Linked DNA regions of Zea mays: region 1 is linked to region 2. The links are chromatin contacts, called in public Hi-C maps. All regions are on one chromosome and are shown on one strand. Each heading gives the region's core, a stretch centred on a gene start, on an enhancer-like site or on the middle of the called end of the contact. The rest is flanking DNA. Distances are from core to core; before and after follow the strand shown.

Region 1 (6,550 bases), core at 335-2,834, 170 kb before region 2:
ATTTGCTATAAACTCGTTTTTAAATAAAAATTGGGTGAGGGTGTTTGGAACCCGGTTTCTAAGAAACCAGTTTCTAGTTTTTTGCATATGCATTGACTAGCCTAACCTTCCTCTATTTTAAAAAGTGGTGGCAATAGATGTAAATTCCATGAAATAAACAAGGGAATAATGTTATTAAACAGACAAAATTTGGTTTTAGCTAGGGGATGCAGGCTTCTTGGTTTTTAAGAAACTAGGAATCCAGTTTCTATAAACTAGAAACTAGGACATGAACTAGTATTGTTTGGAAGTACTCCGGTTTCATAAACCAGTTTCTAAAAACTGGGTGCTTCCAAACAGGCCCTTAGAACAGTGACCTTTCCATTAACTCATAAAACCACACTGCATGCCAACTTAGGGGTGTTTGAGATTATAATCCCAAACAAACACCCCCTTACTTTAGAGTTTTTAACTCAAGTTTAGTGATACCCAGCATAGACCAATTTGCACTGGATGAAGACAAAAAGCAAAAAAAAAAGTGCAGTTTTTTTCCTTTCTCCAAATCTTTTTCGTCAAGCACCAAACCAGAAGACCATAATGAAGCAGCATAGATTTCCAGCAAAATCATGAACCTATCATGTATAGGTCATTCTTTTTGAATTTGTAACTCGAGCAATTCAGCCATACTCGGCATAAGAGCATGTAATTTGCACTGGATACAGCTCCCTAATAAAGAAGTAAAACTGCAATCAAAGTGGTACACATCAGAATCCATTAAAATTCCAGTGCACCCTCACCAGCCTCTTCACCCCTTCCGGCACGGTTTATCCCACCAAGCACCTTGTAAGCCTCGGAGTGCACTGAATCCACACGAAGTGAATATATCTTGACCCCCGCCTCCAGTGTGCAGCTTGCCTGTTCCATAAAAGTACCACATTATTGCCAACAAATTCAAATACAGTAGACGAATCTCCCTCTAGACAAATTTGTACTAAGAAGGCTACAAAGAGAGGAGGAAATGGGAGATCTTTGCAGGTCGGTACCTTCTGAAAGTTGGTCTCCTCGTCCTCGTCCACCCCCGCTTGGATGATCTCGCTGAGATGATCGATTAGGCCTAGCTCCCACGTGTTCTTCTGGTTAATTTTCTGCCGAAATTTCCCCAGAAAGAACGCAACGAAGAAGCTTAGCGAGAGGAATGGAGCGGGCTAGGTTTAGGAGGCGGGCTAGGCACCTACGTTCTCCGATGCGAGCTTGATACAGTTATGGAAGAGGTCCATGACCTGCTCGCGGTTGAGGAGGTCGTGGCGCGGGTCCTTGGAGGGCGCAATGGAGGCGGCGAGGGATCGGCGGCGGACGGAGGCGGCACGCGCCGCCGCGCGGGCGCGGGCGCGTTCTTGCTGGTCGTCATTGGATCCGAGCGGGAACGCTGGAGGCGGAGACTGCAGCAGCACCCGCGACCCGGCCGCCGTCCAGCGCGCGGGAGGGGGGGTCTGCGGTGGGGCGTCCTCGGCCGGCGGCATCTCGTGCGGTCGACGGCGGCGGCGGAGCGGAACGGGACAGGATGGATAGAGGGGGTTGGGTAGGGAAAATTTTGGACCGTCGTTCGGGATCCCTCCCAGTCGTGATTTCAAATTTTGGGGGCGGATGCGCTGCGGTGCGGGAGCGGGGCCAGGGATGGGGTGGGTACTGTTGCTTTGGTTGAAAAGCAAGTAGAACGGAACGGTTATGTTCTAGTTTTGTTGTTATTTGATTACAAAGTAACTAGAACGGAGTAGCTCCAATTAAAGAATATTCTCCTTAGATTCAGAACCATCCTACTCCAAAAAATCAATGGGACGGAGCTGCTCCGTTTCCAGCTCGCTCACACAGCTCGCCCTCCCATCCGTGCGCAGCAGCTCACGCGCCTCCCTCTGCAACCAAACAAAAAATAGAGCCGCTCTGTTCCAGTTCACTCTACAACCAAACAAAAAATAGAGTCGTTCCTTTCCAGCTTACCAAACATAGAACAGAGCGCCTCCGTTCTAGAATCAGGGATCGAACAGCTCTGTTCTACTTGTCTCCTCAACCAAACACTACCTTTGTACTCCTTTTGTGAATTTCTTTGTGCGTCAAACGTCCCTCCAACTCAATTGTGCACAGCTTTCGTCAACTGCTCCTTCCACTCGCGCTGACGCCTACGTGTAACCGTGGCTCCTCTTCCTTGAGACCCTGCCCATTTCAAACTCACCCTTCCCCTCGCCCCCGGCCCCCACTATCTAGATATAGCCAAACGGTTAGAAAACCGGGCCAAAACATCCAAACATGTTGGCTCGTTTTCTTATCCGAGTCTGGCCCACTGCGGGCCTAAACGGATCGGACCGAGTCGGTAAGCACGAAAAAAGCGGGCTGAAAACAAGCTAAGTGGGCTGCTAAGCACGGTTTAGTGCAAAAAAAGGGCTTGACGGACTTAGAGGTAAACGAGTCGTGTCGGGCTAGCCCGTGGGGCTTAGTTTCCTGTCTGGGCCCGGCCCGCTTATTCATGTCGGGCTGGCCCAGGCCCGTATAAAAGTAGGCCAAACCGGGCTCGCATCGGGCCAAAAAACATGCTTCGGGTCGAGCTTTCATGCTAAAGGCTTTCTGTACATCTATACCGCTATCGGGTGCACCCTCCCCCTTGCTCATTCGATCATGCGCGAGCGTTGTCCTGCGTCGTGTCCCTTTACTCCTCATCCTCGCCCTCTACATATTTACACTCGTTCAAACCACTAATCCAAAGCCACCAGCCAAAGGTGCGACCTTTGACCCTGCACCAGTGTCGTGGTCATAGACGCCATCGCCTCCTCCTCCACCACCGCAAATGAGAGAAGCTCCACGAATGCGTCAACCAATCTATCATGTCTCCAGTTATCAAACCAAAGGGGGACCGAACGACCATCCGCCACTTTAACTTTGATATTGGAACAAAAAACTAGAAGTGCTTAGAGCGCATCACGCCACCAGAAGGGACATTTCTTTTGGACATTGGGAAACCTCCCCCGGCGGTAGTGATTACTCAAGACAAGATCCACCGAGGACTGATCAAGTCTATTAAAGGACTTGTTAAGAAACTTCATAAGGAGAGCCTAATTGTGGTGCCGCATGTTGATGACTCCAAGTCCTCCGACACACTTTGGTCTAGAGACCCAAATCCTACACGACAAGAGCATGCTTCTTAGAAATTAGCTCAACACCTCTCCACACCGCAATTGGAAGCCTAAGAGAACACATAAAAAATGTTCGGAGGGATGAGAAGCAGGAGTTCACGAGCTCTAGCCGACTAGCTAGAGAGAGGTACCTAGATGTGTCCCCCAACTGCCTCTCAACTCTCGGAATGAGAGGGAAGTAGTCCACCACTTTAGGTTTAGTCTGAAAGGATTAAGATACCTAAGAGAGGGATAAATTAGGCTTTTCTAAATTTCTTGTAAAAGATTAAACCCTAAATAAGAGCCCAACTTCACCTAACTTCTTAGCTAAATCACAAAAGCTAGAAAATGCTAAACAAACCCTAAGTTATCATGGCAAATACTAAGAATGAAAATACTGAAAATAAATTGCTTAAAGTAAATGTGGAATGTAAAGCAAGGAGCAAGAAAACCCCTCCAAATTTTTACGAGATATCGGAGAGTCAGCACTCTCCATTAGTCCTTGTTGGAGCACTCGTGCAAGGGTATCACTCCCCCCTTAGTCCTCACAATGATCAAGTGCTCACTATGAGATGATCCTTTACCTCTCCGGCATGGTGGCTCCCTCATGACCACGGACAAGCTTGAGTCGGGTCACCAATAAATCCTTCAGGGTGATCGCCGCACTCCAAATGTCACCGAGTCGTCTAGGTGATGCCGATCACCAAGAGTAATAAGCCATAGACTTTCACTTGACCAAGGGAGGTCTAATGCATGAGGTGTGTGCTCTAGGTGACTCTCACTTGCACTAATGATGTCCTAATGTGGGATTATAAATTCGCTAATCACCTCACTAAGCAATGTGGACTTGCAAGCTCAAAGCAATGAATACTAGGTTGCTAGGCAGCAAGACAATCAATATAGCTAGTGGATGGGGTATAAATAGCCCAACCACCCAAAACTAGACGTTATTGTGTTGCATTGTGCGTGGGTGCACCGGACAGTCTGGTTCGCCATCAGTGCACGCCAGCGATTAAACCTGACAACTAGCTGTTACACTAAGAGCACACCAGATAGCCAACAAGAACCTGCCTGATGCATAATGGATAGCCCGGTGCTACTTCTCAAATAGGGAGCAGATTGCATGTCCTCTGGGTCGGTAGTCTTGGGTGCCACCGAACAGTCTGGTGCTCGAACTCATACTAGGGGCAAATTGCAACCTCTCTGTGTTGAACGTCCGGAGAGCCACCGGACAGTCCGGTGCACCACCAGACAGTCTAATGCCCCTGAACACTTCAAACAAATCTAACTCGTGATTTTTTCAAACGATTTTGACTCCAACTTTTGTGTGGGCTTTTGAGTGACACCTAATGCTAGTTTTAAGCGTGTGCATGCACTGACACTACACTAGACATGCCTTGGTCAAGCTACTCATCCACAACCCATCTTTATAGTACGACCAAAGTAAAAAAATAAAGGTCCTAACTCTATACCAAGTGTGAAAGGGAATTAGGCTTACACCTAGTTCCTAAATAGTTTTGGTGGTTGAATTGCCCAACACAAATTGTTGGACTAACTAGTTTGCTCTAGATTATATGTTCTACAGGTGCCAAAGGTTCATCTATAACTATACAAAAATCGACTGTTCGGAATACCGTAGATTATTCCGGACAGGAGAAGTTTTTTTGGAAAAACAGGCCAAGCGCGGACCGTCCGGGCCACTACGGCGGACCGTCCGCGACAACAGTATACCCTTCGGACAGAACCAATGCAAAAAAAGACAAGTCTCCACTATGGACCGTCCGGAGGAAAAGGGCGGACCGTCTGAGCCCTCGCGCGGACCGTCCGGCCTCAGGCGCGGACCGTCTGGTCGGTAAGAAACCGAAAAACCCGAAGGTAACGGGTTCGGAGAAATGAATTATAGGGGGCCTCACGGACCGTCCGGGGTGCACGACCGGACCGTCCGCGACTGGCTCTGTCTGACATCTGACGACGCATTAAATGCAATATAGCCGTTGATATAGCCGTTACTGCTGACCGTTGCATTTTCAGCTGTTGATCTACAGGGTCGGACCGTCCGGACCTGGCTCGCGGACCGTCCGCGCTCAGCAGAATGGCCCAACGGCTAGGAAGTGGTTGGTGGCTATAAATACAACCCCAACCACCTCCATTCACAACATCCAAGCATTCCAACCTTCAACATTCAATACAAGAGCTAGCAATCCATTCCAAGACACATTCAAAGCCTCCATCTCTCCAAGTTTCACTATTGAGGAAAGAGATCATTAGTGATTAGTAGCTTGAGAGAGAAAGTGATCCGTGTGTTATTTGTCGCTCTTGTCGCTTGGCCTTTTTTAATCGTGCTTTCTTGATTCTTTCATCGCAATCAAACTCACTTGTAATTGAGGCAAGAGACACCAAACTTGTGGTGGTCCTTGTGGGAACTTTGTGTTCCAAGTAATTGAGAAGAGAAAGCTCACTCGGTCCGAGGGATCGTTTGAGAGAGGGAAGGGTTGAAAGAGACCCGGCCTTTGTGGCCTCCTCAACGGGGAGTAGGTTTGCAAGAACCGAACCTCGGTAAAACAAATCTCTGTGTCTCACTTGCTTATTCGCTTGAGATTTGTTTTCCATCCTCTCTCGCGGACTCGTTTCTTTATTACTAACGCTAACCCCGGCTTGTAGTTGTGTTTATATTTGTAAATTTCAGTTTCGCCCTATTCACCCCCCCCTCTAGGCGACTATCAATTGGTATCAAAGCCCGGTGCTTCATTAGAGCCTAACCGCTCGAAGTGATGTCGGGAGATCACGCCAAGAAGGAGATGGAGACCGGCGAAAAGCCCACTACAAGCCAAGGGAGCACTTCATCGGAAGAGTCCCGCACCAAGAGGAAGGAGAAGAAGAAGATCTCCTCCAACAAAGGGAAGGAGAAGAAATCTTCTTCTCATCACAAAGAGAAGAAGGAAAAATCTTCTTCCCACAAGCCGCATCGGAGCGGTGACAAGCACAAGAGGATGAGGAAGGTGGTCTACTACGAGACCGACACTTCATCACCTTCCACCTCCGGCTCCGACGCGGCATCCGTCACTTCTAAGCGCCAAGAGCGCAAGAAGTATAGTAAGATTCCCCTACGCTACTCTCACATTTCAAAGCATACACCTTTACTTTCCGTCCCATTAGGCAAACCACCAACTTTTGATGGTGAAGATTATGCTAGGTGGAGCGATTTAATGCGATTTCATCTAACCTCGCTCCACAAAGGTATATGGGATATTGTTGAGTTTGGTGCGCAGGTACCGTCAATAGGGGATCAAGACTATGATGAGGATGAGGTGGCCCAAATCGAGCACTTCAACTCACAAGCCACAACAATACTCCTCGCCTCACTAAGTAGAGAAGAATATAACAAAGTACAAGGGTTGAAGAACGCCAAG
Region 2 (6,550 bases), core at 2,829-5,328:
TCCCGCTTGGCCTTGGTTGCCCCGCCTCCTCCTCCGTTGGCGGGGGAGAGGACGGGGCGAGCTCGAATGTTGTTCTTCCACCACGCGGGGAAGACGTCGTCGATTCCGCCGCCGGTGGGCGGGCTGTCGGCCGCCATTGTTGTTGTCGCGCGGCGGTGGAAGGAGTATCATGTCGTAGCTGCCGTCGAAGGACATGAACTCAAGACTCCCGAAACGGAGCACCGTCCCGGGTCGGAGAGGTTGCTGGAGAATGCCCATCTGGAGCTTGACGGGAAGCTGTTCGTCAACACGCAGCATGCCCCTACCTGGCGTGCCAACTGTCGACGTTTCGAGACTGGGGGGTCCCTTAGGCCGACGAGTGAGTGTCGCCGCGTGCCCCAGCCCAGATGGGTCGAGCACGTGGGCGAGCGCGAAGTGGGGAAGGAGCGAGGCGGTCGGCGACCGGCGTGAGAGTGGTAGGAATCTCGCAGCCTTCGTGTTCGTCCCGCGCCCAGGTCGGGTGCGCTTGCAGTAGGGGGTTACAAGCGTCCACGCGGGAGAGGGAAGCGAGCGGCCCCAAGAGAGCGCCTGTCCCGTCCTCGTCCCCGCGTGGCCAACCTTCTCTAAGAGGGCCCTGGTCCTTCCTTTTATAGGCGTAAGGAGAGGATCCAGGTGTACAATGGGGGTGTAGCAGAGTGCTACGTGTCTAGCGGGGGAGAGCTAGCGCCCTAAGTACATGCCGATGTGGCAGCCGGAGAGATCTTGGCACCCAGCTGGTGTGATGTCGTGGCCGTCGGAGGAGCGACGGAGTCTGGCGGAGGGATAGCTGTCGGAGCGGTTGAGTCCTTGCTGACGTCCTCCTGCTTCCGTAAGAGAGCCGAGAGTCGCCGTCGTCACAGAGCATGCGGGGCGCCATCATTGCCTATCTAGCGGAGCTAGCCAGAAGGGACACTGGTCTTGTTCTCTGCGGCCCGAGTCAGCTCGGGGTAGGGTGATGATGGCGCTTCCTGTTGACGTGACTGGCCTGCGCCCTAGGTTGGGCGACGTGGAGGCTCCTCCGAAGCCGAGGTCGAGTCTGTCTTCCATGGCCGAGGCCGAGCCCGAGCCCCTGGGTCGGGCGAGGCGGAGGTCGTTCGGCAGAGGCCAGGGCGGAGTCCGAGCCCTGGGTTCGGGCGAAGCGGAGTTTGTCGTCTTCTGGGGCTGAGCCCGAGTCCGAGCCCTAGGGTCGGGCGGAGTGGAGTTCGCCGTCTTCCGGGGCTTAGCCCGAGTCCGAGCCCTGGGTCGGGCGGAGCGGAGTTCGCCGTCTTCTGGGACCTAGCCCGAGTCCGAGCCCTGGGTCGGGCGGAGCGGAGTTCGCCGTCTTCCGGGACTTAGCCCGAGTCCGAGCCCTGGGTCGGGCGGAGCGGAGTTCGCCGTCTTCCGGGACTTAGCCCGAGTCCGAGCCCTGGGTCGGGCGGAGCGGAGTTCGCCGTCTTCCGGGACTTTGCCCGAGTCCGAGCCCTGGGTCGGGCGGAGCGGAGCTTCCTATGGCGCCTTTGGCAGGGCCTGACTGCCTGTCAGTCTCACTCTGTCAAGTGGCACTGCAGTCGGAGTGGCGCAGGCGGCGCTGTCCTTTTGTCAGGCCGGTCAGTGGAGCGGCGAAGTGACGGCGGTCACTTCGGCTCTGCCGGGGGGCGTGCGTCAGGATAAAGGTGTCAGGCCACCTTTGCGTTAAATGCTCCTGCGATTCGGTCGGTCGGTGTGGCGATTTAGTCAGGGTTGCTTCTTAGCGAAGGCAGGGCCTCGGGCGAGCCGGAGATGTGTCCGCCGTTGGAGGGGGGCTTCGGGCGAGACGGAAATCCTCCGGGGTCGGCTGCCCTTGTCCGAGGCTAGGCTCGGGCGAGGCATAATCGAGTCGCTTGAATGGACTGATCCCTGACTTAATCGCACCCATCAGGCCTTTGCAGCTTTATGCTGATGGGGGTTAACAGCTGAGAATTAGGAGTCTTGAGGGTACCCCTAATTATGGTCCCCGACAATACTATCACTAATGTTGATTACTAATGTTGATTAAAAACATCCAGGCCTCCTTTAGATTGCATGATTGATAAAACATAGGGATAGAAAAAAAATGTAGGAATAAAATTGTATGACACTTAAAATTTTATAGAAAATTTTTTAAGAGGTTGGACCTCATATTAAAATTCCTCCAAAATCTCACTACAATGGTCTATTCTTTAGAAATTTTATAAGATTTATAGGAACTCAACTTTTTGTTCCAAAGGATCACATAGAAAAATTTACTACAGCATTTTAATATTTCAAAATCCCTTCACCTTTCCTTTGTTCTAAAGGAGGCCCTAGTCAAGTAATGTATAGTTACACCGATTTGAAGAAAAAAAGTAATGTAAAACTGCGCTTCGAAACATGAGTAAAAAAAAAGGCAAAAAGCATCTACCCCCAAGAACGATTATTGCGGGAGTGACAAAGCCAAGGTCACATCACATGATCCATACACACTCAGTGATATGTACGTGCTGGCAGCAACAAATGCTCTTGTCGATCAGCCATTGCGAAACACTGTGTACAGCGCACGGTGTACCGTACCACACAGTAGCACTTGGCGTGGATCGTAGACTGCACACTGACGGCGACCTAGCATGCATGGGGTATTAATTAATCGGCCACTACAAAGGGAATAAGCTGCCACTGCATGCCATGTGAAGGATTCCGATGCTTTTCCTTCCAAACTGGCCGGTGGGTCGCGTCGTTTAACGAGCATTTAACGACGTCCCGAATCTCGCACGGTTGCGACGTTGGTGGTTGCGTCCCCATCAACCACAATTTGATGTCGCGCAGCGCACTGCACCCCCACAGCCGAGAACGCCACGGCATCAGTGAATCAAATCTGGTTCGAAATTCCGCAAATTTTGTCAAACTTTTACATTTTTCAATTCGGCGCGGGAAATATAAACCAGAGAAAAAATATGATAAAAAAATCAGAACTTTTTCCGGGTCTTCTGAATCGATCTAAACGCATTTGATAGGTAAATTTCTTTGAAAAAACAGCACCGCAGCGAGAAACTTCAGTTTTGGAGCGAAGTCCGTGCATTGATGTATACATGTTAATGCATATATACTTGTATATATGTTATGGAAATGACATATAGCGATGTAGCATATACTATATGTTAACAAATGTTAGGGCTAGTTGTTATATATGTTATCAGGTATTAGGTTTACTTGTTAGTACTTAGTATATGCTATCAAGGATAGTTAACGGCAATAGAGGGTTAGATATCTACATTAGGATAGTGGTATTATTTGCGTGCTATATGTAGAATTATTATTTGCATGTATTATTTGCAGAATTAGGTATTATTTGCAGGTATTATTTGGTATAACACTACCAGGTATTATTTGCAGAATTATTTGCGTGCTATAGTTTTAGTATTATTTTACTCACCTAGTAGTGTTAGTATTATTCCTATTGCTTAATACTATTTACATGTTATATTATTATTTGAGTGCTATAGTTTTATTATTATTTATGTGCTATATGTAGAATTCGGCATACTATTGGTGATACTCGGCAAAGCAGTATATTCCGGTATTGTGGTCATCATGTGCAAAGGAGGCTATTCCAGTTGTTCATGTCCTATGTATCAAATTATCTTCAACCTTTGAATTGTGTGAACCTTTATATTATATTACGCAAAACCTTTTATATGAACTTGTATGTCACCGTTGTGGAGTTATATTATTAAGGAGCAGTACAAACTAAAGACTAATGCATATATTTTGTACTTGCATATATATGGTTTTTATTCTGATGAACGAATTATATGTGAAATTATTGTTACTTATTATGCAACGTGAATATATACATTACTATATGATTCTATCATTTTTTTTATTTTTTCCAACACAATCAGCATTTTCCGGTCTAAATTATACGAAACCCGCCGAGAAATTTAAGGATTCTGCTTTAAAATTCGACAAATTTCATTCCATTTTCTGTTTTCGGTAGCGTATGAAACATTTAAATCCGACGAAAATGTATACCCTGATGATCTGCATTCTCGCCCTTTAAATTGACAGGAACACGGCGCACCTTCTTCATCTCTTCGACACTCTCACATGCATCGAAGATTCCGCTGACACTAAAAAGATCGAAATGGCGCCGGGATCGTCGTCGTCTCGTAAGGCCAAGGCCCTCAAGGCATCGTACCGGCTCGTCGCCGACAACTTCCTCGCCGTCCTCGCCATGGTTTCTGTCGTCGCCGTGCTCTTCGCTGCATGGCCGATCAGCATCGAGGACCTTGCCTGCCGGCTGCACGCGGTGCGGCCACTCCACGTCCTCACGGCGGCGATCCTGACGGCGGCCCTCGCGAAGCTGAGGCGCATGAGCCGGCCGAGCGACGTGTATCTCGTGGAGTACGGCTGCTTCTGGCCCAAGCCGTGCTTCCGGGCGCCGTTCGCGACGTGCCTGGAGCACGTGCGGCTCTTGCCGTACCTGGTCAACGAGGACGACATCAGCTGGGGCTGGCGGCTCCTCCAGCGGTCCGGGATCGGCGAGGAGACCTGCGTGCCGTACGCCTACCACTACCTGCCCCCGGACCGCAGCTTTAGGGCCTCCCTGGACGAGACCGAGCTGGTCATCTTCTCCGCCGTCGACGATGTGTTCGCCCGGACGACGGCCGTGACGCCCGCGGACATCGGCGTGGTGATCGTGAACTGCAGCATCTTCACGCCCACGCCGGTGTTCACGGACATGATCGTGAACAGGTACAAGCTGCGCGCCGACGTGCGGAGCGTGAACCTGTCCGGGATGGGGTGCAGCGCGGCGCTCATCTCGATCGGTCTCGCCAGGAACATGCTGCAGGTGGCGCCGCCGGGCACGCACGCGCTGATCGTGTCCACGGAGATCCTCTCGTCGCAGTACTACGTCGGCATGGACCGCTCCATGCTCCTGCCCAACTGCCTCTTCCGCATGGGCGCCGCCGCCATGATCATGTCCAACACCGCGGCCCGAGGCGCGCGGTTCCGGCTCGCCCGCGTCGTGCGCACGGTGGCCTCCGCGCGGGACGCCGCCTACCGGTGCGTGTTCCAGGTGGAGGACGAGGAGAGCAACACGGGGATCCGGCTCTCCAAGGACCTCGTGCCCACTGCCGCCCAGACCCTGAAAAGCAACATCGTCGCCTTCGGGCCCCTGGTCCTGCCTGCCTCGGAGAAGCTCCTCGTCGCTCTGTCCATCCTGAGGCGGAGGCTAGTACAGAGCAGCCGGGGGAGGGTGTACCGCCCGGACTTCCGCACCGCGTTCGAGCACTTCTGCATCCACGCCGGCGGGCGCGGGGTCATCGACGAGGTGCAGCGCGGCCTCGGCCTCTCCGACGAGGACGTGGAGGCGTCGCGGATGACGCTGCACCGGTTCGGGAACACGTCCAGCAGTTCGGTGGTGTACGAGCTGGCGTACATCGAGGCCAAGGGCAGCATGAGGAAGGGAGACCGCGTGTGGATGATCTCCTTCGGCGCCGGCTTCGACTGCAGCAGCGTGGCGTGGGAGTGCATCGAGCCCGCCGCCGACGCTGCTGGGCCGTGGGCCGACTGTATCCACCGCTACCCAGTGCAGCTCCCTAAATTGATGGAGGCCCTTGATTGAATCCGTACATGTAGACGTGAAGTGGCATAATCAATCAATGTTGTACTGTATCTTTAATGTCCAAATCTGTCATCAACGGACGGGACATGTGATTTTTTAACGGACTAGTTCCAAATAAACTGTTACTGATCTTTCAATTATATTTGGACATACTAATAAGAATAGTAAATCAGTGCAGATCTCATCATCATTGTGTGCACATCAAATATATGGACAGGTCAAGGGGGGCAAACAGTTGAGTAAACTGAATTACATGAAGTATACGTTACTTACTGTTAGTTCTGAGTTCAATCTTTGCTTATGTTGCAACCGAAGTCCTATCACCTCGTAGTGAATGTTGGAAGTGTATTTTCTTCGTTGGACCATATAAGTCCTGGTCATACACTAGTGAACTCGGCCTTTTTTTTGGCATGGTCCATATGATTTTGCTGAGAATTGATTTTGCTAAGAAGTTAAGGACTTGTTTGGAAGCAAAGTATTTTAAATCCATGGTTTTAGAATACTATAGGTTTTAAATGTCATGGCAAATCATGGTATTTTTTACATCAGCTCAAGAAATACTAGTTTGAAAACAAAGTATATTAAACCATGGTATTTAGTGTATATGCAAGAAGCTAGTCCTAGTGGGTTCGAGTGGAGTTTTAAATACTCCAAAAATATCATGGTAACTATTAAACAATGATATTCACAACTGAGTTTTTACAATATAGTCAAACACCTCCTGACGAAGAATAACATGATATGCTCTAATATCATACTTTTATCTGAAAACCCAAAAAAATACTTTGCTTCCAAACAACTCCTAAGCTCCTTGACAAGGAAGTGATTTTTCTTTTGCTTAGTTTACTACTCATTGATGAGGAAGACTCAAAATGCTTCTGCGTTTTTAGGTTCATCGTCAATGTTATCATGGTTCGTCTAGAATTTGTT

The links. Hi-C and Micro-C count contacts between places; a contact is called where the count stands out from the background.
Region 1: a Hi-C map of ear shows a contact between it and region 2, with 2.2 times the contacts expected there. The contact joins the promoter of LOC100278159 here to the promoter of LOC100272813 in region 2. A contact is called at or near these places in 2 of 25 Hi-C or Micro-C datasets (ear and tassel).

Annotation. Positions count from the first base shown.
Region 1 is chr3:234,335,494-234,342,043 of Zm-B73-REFERENCE-NAM-5.0, reverse strand. It overlaps LOC100278159 (condensin complex subunit 2), which reads right to left and starts at 1,584. Exons shown (of 13, transcript NM_001151526.1): 1 at 1,215-1,584; 2 at 1,023-1,124; 3 at 777-894. The coding sequence starts at 1,499.
Region 2 is chr3:234,165,581-234,172,130 of Zm-B73-REFERENCE-NAM-5.0, reverse strand. LOC100272813 (3-ketoacyl-CoA synthase) reads left to right here and starts at 4,078. Exons shown (of 1, transcript NM_001147266.2): 1 at 4,078-5,736. The coding sequence starts at 4,136. The coding sequence ends at 5,620.